2 separate regions of the Mus musculus genome follow, and region 1 is linked to region 2. The links are chromatin contacts, called in public promoter capture Hi-C maps. All regions are on one chromosome and are shown on one strand. Each heading gives the region's core, a stretch centred on a gene start, on an enhancer-like site or on the middle of the called end of the contact. The rest is flanking DNA. Distances are from core to core; before and after follow the strand shown.

Region 1 (3,423 bases), core at 107-2,606, 160 kb after region 2:
TTCCTGAAATAATGTTCTCTGTTTGTCTGTCTATCATTGTTCAGTCTGTCTGTGTCACCTATTTATCTAATCTCTTTCTCATTACGTGTTCTTTTGCTTTTCTTACTGTATAGTTTGTAAACTCACTCATTCAAAAGGAAAAGTGTGACTACTATTCTCCACACTGTACAGAGTATCAGTCATACAGTATTTACAAATCATATTGAATGGACGAAGAAGAATGTTATTTAGGTGTAGATATATATGTATATAGATATAGAAATATGTGTGCAATAATAATTTGGGAAAAAAGAAAACCTGAATCAGAGAAGAAGGAGGGGACTATGGAACAGTTGTGAAGAAAAAAGAAGAGCAATATAATTATGTGAAAATATCAAAATTATAAAAGTATAAAATAAATGAAAGCCAATTTTTTTTTTGTCATTTCACAGGTGGACTTTTCTCTCATTGAATGAATGCTTGCCTGTGACAACAATTCAAAGTGAATTCAAATTTATAGCATAAAAATGAGCTTAAATCTCTGAAATGATACAAAATGAGAAAGGGTGGATCTTAAAATAAATGTAATATGGGGACTGAGGAATTCCATAAATCACCCCTCATTTTGTGGAAACATTAGCAAACAACAAACAGGGAAATAAATACTGTTGCAAAATAGCATAATTCTTTCTTATCTCATTAAAGACATGTCCATTATCTGCAATATAATTCGTTTGAAATAGGAAAAGTTACTCATTTTAAAGACTATGAAATTAAAATATATCCAATTTGTGGAGATGAAATCAATCCCACATCGACCTAGATATATTTAGACTCTGTCAGGTACTTTTTCTTTAGGTGAAATTTCATTTTGAAATTTAATCTTCTTATATATACTATTTACACATTTACAAGATGAATTTCTTTTTTCTCTCCAAATTATAATTTAGAGGCTATTCACATTTTTCAAATTAGAGAACTGAGAAAATCCCTTTAGTCAATTTTTCTCTCTTATTGCTTATCAGAGACTATTTCCAAAATTTAATTTATTTTTACTATCAATATGTTTTGTTTTTACCTAAAATATTTCATAATTTAGTTTTTATTAATACTGTTTTATCAAAGTTAAAATAAATTTAAAATATTCTCATAGACATACAGGAGTTAAAATATTTGGCTAGAAATTTCATGTTTCAAATCTGCTTCCACTTACCTTCCCCTTTAGCAGTAGAAAGCCATGCAGTTAGAAAGATAATGGATAAGAGCAACATGCTGCAGAACCCCATGTTCTAAAGCTTAAAGCTCCAGATGTGGTGGTCCTTCTGGGAACCCCGTCATTAAAAATGCTGTGTATGACATTGAACTTCAGTGTATTACTGGCATCCAGTTTGGTAAACATCAAAGTTCAAAAGGGAGGGGCAAAATAAACAATATTCAATCAACTATTTCACAATATTAAGTTAATTATTTTACACTTATGAAGCAATGTAACATCATTCATTTTTTAGTGCCATTTTTTTTGGTCAGTCAAATTGTTATGCAGAAAGGAATATGAGAGAATAAGTTACTCTTGTCTTATAGGCACAATAGCTGGTTAGGATGGTTGGTGATTTTTTTTTTTTTTTCTTTGTAAGCTTACATAGCTACTTCTAATAAAATGAATGGTATATGTCAGGTAGGAAATTTCAGAACAGATTCAGCTTAGGATCATTTGGACCCTGTGATATGGAATTGTAGCCTTCCCCAGCCGTGAAGGAGGCTGATTCAGACCTCGCTGCCACTGAGTATGAGACCACCTGGGGTGGAACCTTCAGACTTAGATGGCTCTATTGTTCTGTCACCTGCTACTGCTCTTCTCCAAGACACTGCTACCTACTGAGAGGCCCTTGAGATATTCTGGAGACAGCAACCAACAGGCTGGCAACAGATGACATCAAGACTGGATTGGCAGGGAATGGTCCTCCCTCCTTTATAAACACAGACTCTTAGTAAACTTTGGGGCCTTGAACAGAAAAATGTCTTGGCCTTCATTATTTCTCTCGTCGTTTTCTTCTATACAGCTCCGGCCTCCCATTCAGGAACCCAGTTAGTGTGGCTGCAGGCGGCTACATCGAATACACAATTTAGAATTATCTACCTCTTGGGGACAACAAAGTGCCATAGAAACAGTCATCAGTATCTTGACTTCTATTAGACAACCTTGACCAACAACTCAGAAGAGTGCTTCTCTTGTCTAATATTGTTGTTTGATAGATGGTTTTGGTTGTAGATATGGGCCTTCACATATAGAACTGCATGTGTGTGCGTGTACACACACACACACACACACACACATTATTCTGATTGAGGAGTTAATAATATGATTCCTTATGACATTCCCATGCACTATTTCAATATTCTTTCTCTCGTGTTTTTCTCCTTCTACTTCCCTAAGTATGTCACCCTCTCCTTTTTTTTTTTTTCCTATTCCTTCTGCTAAATAATTTGTACTCTATTCTCCTTTCTGTTGTTCATCCACCCTACTACTCTGGTAATGGTATATAGTTACCTTTCTGGTTTCTGCAGTTGCTTTGGTGTATAACCTTGCATGTGAAGATTTGAAGCTAGACCTCTCTAATAAGGAAGATTATGTGAAGTTTGTCTTCATGGGTTTGGGTTACCATACTCCGTACAATCTTTTCTGGTTCGTCCATTTTCCTTAAAAGTTTATGATTTCACTTTTCTTTATAGTTGAATGGTATTCCATATTGTATATGCCAGGAATGTTTATGATCTGCTCATCATTTGAAGAACATTTAGGTGGCTTTCATTCACCATCTATTGTGGAAAGAGCAGCGATGAACATAGATGAGCAAGTATATGTGGGTCAAGATGTCAACTGATTTGGCATTTATCAAGGCATGGTACTGCTACGACATGAGGTAGATTTATTTTAGACATATTGAGGATTCTCTGTATTGATTTCCATTATGCCTGCACCAGTTTTCAATATAATAGAAGTTTCATGAGGTTTCCATTTCCACCAGCATTTGTTGTCAGGGTTTTGCTGTAATTTTGGTATTGGTGGTAGTTGTTAATCTTCACAATGCTGACAGAAACATGTGAAAACTAAAGAGTTGTTTTGATTTACATTTTCCTAACTACTAGAGTTCAAGATCCTTGTTTGAAAAATTTATTAGCCATTTTTCATCTTCTTTTATCTCTTTTCTTTTTATTACTAATCTTTCATTTAATACATCCCAACAGCAGTGTCCTCTCCCTCCATTTTTTCCAGTTCGCCCTCTACCTCCCTCCCCTTTCCCCAGATCCACTACTCCTTCATTTTATTTTAAAAAAGAACAGGTTTCTAAGAAATATCAACCAAATACACCATAACAGAATGGAATAAGACTTGACATAAATCTTTTGTTTTTTCTTTTGTACACTCTCTGTGCATATCCCAGG
Region 2 (3,703 bases), core at 406-2,905:
GAGGGAAGCAAAAACATTCCATTCAAATGTTTCTCAGTGGAGAGGAAGTGTGAGTGAAGGAGAGAAACAAAATTTAAATCAAAATAGCAGTGCCTTTGGGCTTTCAGAACTGTGAACTTAAGAAACACATTTTCTTTGAGTGCTGAGAATCAGTCATAGCGAAGACACAAAGAACTAAAATACCTGTCAAGACTGAATCAGAAAAAAACAAAACAAAACAAAAATTAGACAAATTAGAACAGACTTAAACTGAACAAGAAATTAAGAACAGAAAATCTAAAGACCTTTTCTAGATGGCGGTTTCTCCCAAATATTTTGAGATCAACTAGAACCACCTTGCTTTCATTGTGTCCAGAAAGAAGCAAAGAAGTTTCCAGACTCCTTCAGTAAAGCCAGCATCACAGGATACCAAAGCCGGACAAGGCTATTCCTGATGAACAGACACCAGCACAAACAGGAAATTAGTAAACGCAGGAGAGCACTGAATGGAGTGTATACCACCAACTAGGACTTGCTCTTGAGATACAAAGATATGTTAAATAAGGAACCTAATCAATATACCACAGCAAAGACCAGAAGGTTGGGGCAGCAGTTTAATACTGGGCACTGCTATGCTTTGAATATATATTCCGAATAATCACATGTAGGACCCAAAGTTCTGTAACACAATAGTTTTCAGAGGTGAAGCCTAGGTGAAAAGAGTTGAGAGCTTTTGGTGCAGCTTCTAAGAACTTGACATTTGTCACTGGGCTGGGACAAGAAGTAGGCTCAGATAAGAATATTAGAAACACGGACCGTGGGGCTTTACTTAATTATTATCTTGTGTGATCTCTTTGCTTACTACTTTGCTTGACTGCTTTCTTGTGTGATCTCCTTGTTTACTACTTTGCTTGATTACTTTGTCTTTGATCTAAGAACCGACCATGTTTTTTGAATGTTGCTAGAAAGGTATAAAAGCAGGCTGGAGAAAAATAAACCTGCCTCAGCCTCAGTACAGGTTGGAGTCGCGCTATAATTTTGTCTAGCTGTTTTTCTTTTTCAATCCTCTCTCCCTCACTTGAGACCTTGAAGACTGACTGAGTTGGCTAGGTCAGGAAAGTGTTTAGGCTGTGGAGACAGGGTCTTTATAACTTGTCCATAGTGGTCATTCAAAACTTTCTCATAAGTGAGTAATACTGTAATACCCAAATACAGCACATATTGTGCCTTACTGCTTTTATAATTTGCTGTCATACTTTAAGAGAAGATCATTTATAATTTGGGAGACTACAGGCCAAACAATGTATTTTCATATCAAGTGTCCACTGCCTCATGCTCTCTAAGTTCATCTTTGCTCAGTTCAAAGCTTGTAAACAGCAGCGAGCAGGTAGACTTTGCCCTAGGAATAAATAGTTGTGACTCTGACTTGAAATATACCCTTCCGTATTTGGCCTGTATTCATTATTTATGCTGCTGTCATTTTTTTGCCTATGTTGCCTCATATGTTCTTATTAAACTCAGAAAATTATTGTCAGCTAATACTGGCACAATATTTTCAATTATTTGAGACTAGTTTAAGTAAAATGTTACCTCGTTCCAAAGGTACTTAGACAGACATTGTAATTATTAACTTGTTTTGTCAAGAGAAGTATTGAGTATTTAGTAATGAGATCCTGGGTGCTTTAGAGCTGTAAAAATCTTCATGAGACACACTGATGATGACGCTGAGACACTTGCCATTTATTCTTTTATTAATCCTCTCAGGAGAACTCTATGCAGAAGGTAAAATTCTTTTATTACTCTTTATTCTCTAAAATACATATAGAGAAGAGAGAGTCTAAGTGTCATCTAAGTATCATAGTTCTTGAATTTTGACCTAATATTTCACTTTCACATGCCAGTTTTGTAATGCATGCTTTACATAAAAGTAACTTGTTTAAACATCTTGATAATGTTTCTTTGGAATCCTTTATTTCTCTAGATTTGGGAGCACGGGGAGCCAGGGTCTAACTACTTTAAAGTGTTTTCTGGTTTATTAGTTATTCGCCAAATTAATGCTGATAATGCTGGTAATCTGGTCAATTTGAAAGTCACATATTTGCCTTAATTATAATTTTAGGCAAGGATCTATGCATAATAGTAACACTTGCATAAGTTTAGTTCTCTCCTCTTTTTAAGAGGAGAGAATATAATGTGGGAAATTTGAAAAAGAACAAAATCACTAGCAAGGTTTCTCCTCATGATTCTATTTTCTTTGGAGTTATTACATAGGGATTATTTTGATGCCAATATTGTTGATTATAGAAACAGGGATATTGGGAGACAGTGAGAGATATGAGTCTGTCAAAATAATGCTATAAATCAAATTGTCCAGAGATATCAACACTACAGATTTGATGTATCAGCCAGGACAGTGAGCCCATTGGTTGGTGTTGTCTCTTCTTTCCAGAGCAGTGGCCCTTGTGGCCATCACTGTCCTCCATAGCAGCTACTTTGGGTCTTACCATGGTAAACGTGTGATTATGCATGGGAAATACTAGAATGTTTGGGAACTTGACTGTGTGTGTTTCACTAGATGCTGACAATGGTGTGGTGACTATAATTTTGTCTTGTTTTTCTCAGCTCTGGCTGACATTATCATTATTTTCTTTCTAAGGCAGCAGAACATGGAGGTAACCATTCTGACTTCATTACCATGGGACACTTTGCCTCCTCAAACAAGTCACATGGCTTATATGCAACTAGGTTCTTTCATTCATTATTACCCTTTTGAAAATGATTTGAAATTATAGGCGTCTATCAAGCCCACTCTATTGGAAGATTGTCTAAACTAGTGGTTCACAACCTGTGAGCTATGACCCCTTTGGAGTCATGTATCGGATGTCCTGTATATCAAATATTTACATTATGATTCACGACAGTAGCAAAACTATACTTAGGAAGTAACAAAATAATTTTATGGTAAAGGGATCATAACAACATTAACTGTATGTATGAAAGGGTCACAGTATTAGGAAGGTTGTGAACCACTAGTCTAAACTAGTGGAGGTGTGTAAGCTATATGCAAAATTTTAATCGCTGAATGTAAAAGATTTGATCATCCATGGGTTTTGGCATCTATGGGGAGCCTTGGAGTCAACTCCCTGCCAATACAGAGTATCAACTGCATGGTTACTGAGCACTGAAACAGTTGATCCAAGCAGAGCTGATCTGTGAATGGAAGGCCTGCTGGATTTAAAAAGTGTGAACAAAGAATATAGAACACTTTAACATATTAGATTAAATAAACCCTATTATTAAAGCAAAGTAAGCATTCATTTTTATTTTTACTCTTACCAGTGTAACTTTCAGAAGTGTTAAAATTGCATGTGGGATGACATGGTGTATCTATGAGAGTGTTCTACAAAGCAAGGACAAGCTTCCAAGAAGTCACCGGTCAGTTACTCTGAGTAACACAGCTGTTCCGAATTGCCAGTTTATATAAAGAGCAGTGGGCATTATATTAGATATTTAGACTGAGACAGTATCACTTCTAAACTTAGGTTATGAAAGTAAGTGCAAACTGAAAGATCTGCCGAAACAAAAAACAAAAACAAACAAAACCAAAAACCAAAACCAAAACAAAAAAAGCAACAAAACCCCCTCAACCTTTTAGAAATGTTGTTTCCTCATGAGTTTTATGGGTTTTTGAATGTTTTTCTGTTTTCAGCTTGAGTTTTCCTCA

Evidence for each region. Promoter capture Hi-C pulls out the DNA fragments that hold promoters and counts their contacts.
Region 1: a promoter capture Hi-C map of liver shows a contact between it and region 2, with 2.1 times the contacts expected there. The contact joins the promoter of Cfhr3 here to the promoter of F13b in region 2. A contact is called at or near these places in 2 of 39 promoter capture datasets (both in liver), 1 of 115 datasets of contacts at active chromatin or transcription factors (embryonic stem cells) and 1 of 9 other capture datasets (adipose tissue).

Annotation. Positions count from the first base shown.
Region 1 is chr1:139,659,650-139,663,072 of GRCm38.p6, forward strand. It overlaps Cfhr3 (complement factor H-related 3), which reads right to left and starts at 1,357. Exons shown (of 7, transcript NM_001374101.1): 1 at 1,193-1,357. The coding sequence starts at 1,250.
Region 2 is chr1:139,500,052-139,503,754 of GRCm38.p6, forward strand. It overlaps F13b (coagulation factor XIII, beta subunit), which reads left to right and starts at 1,656. Exons shown (of 12, transcript NM_031164.2): 1 at 1,656-1,761. The coding sequence starts at 1,695.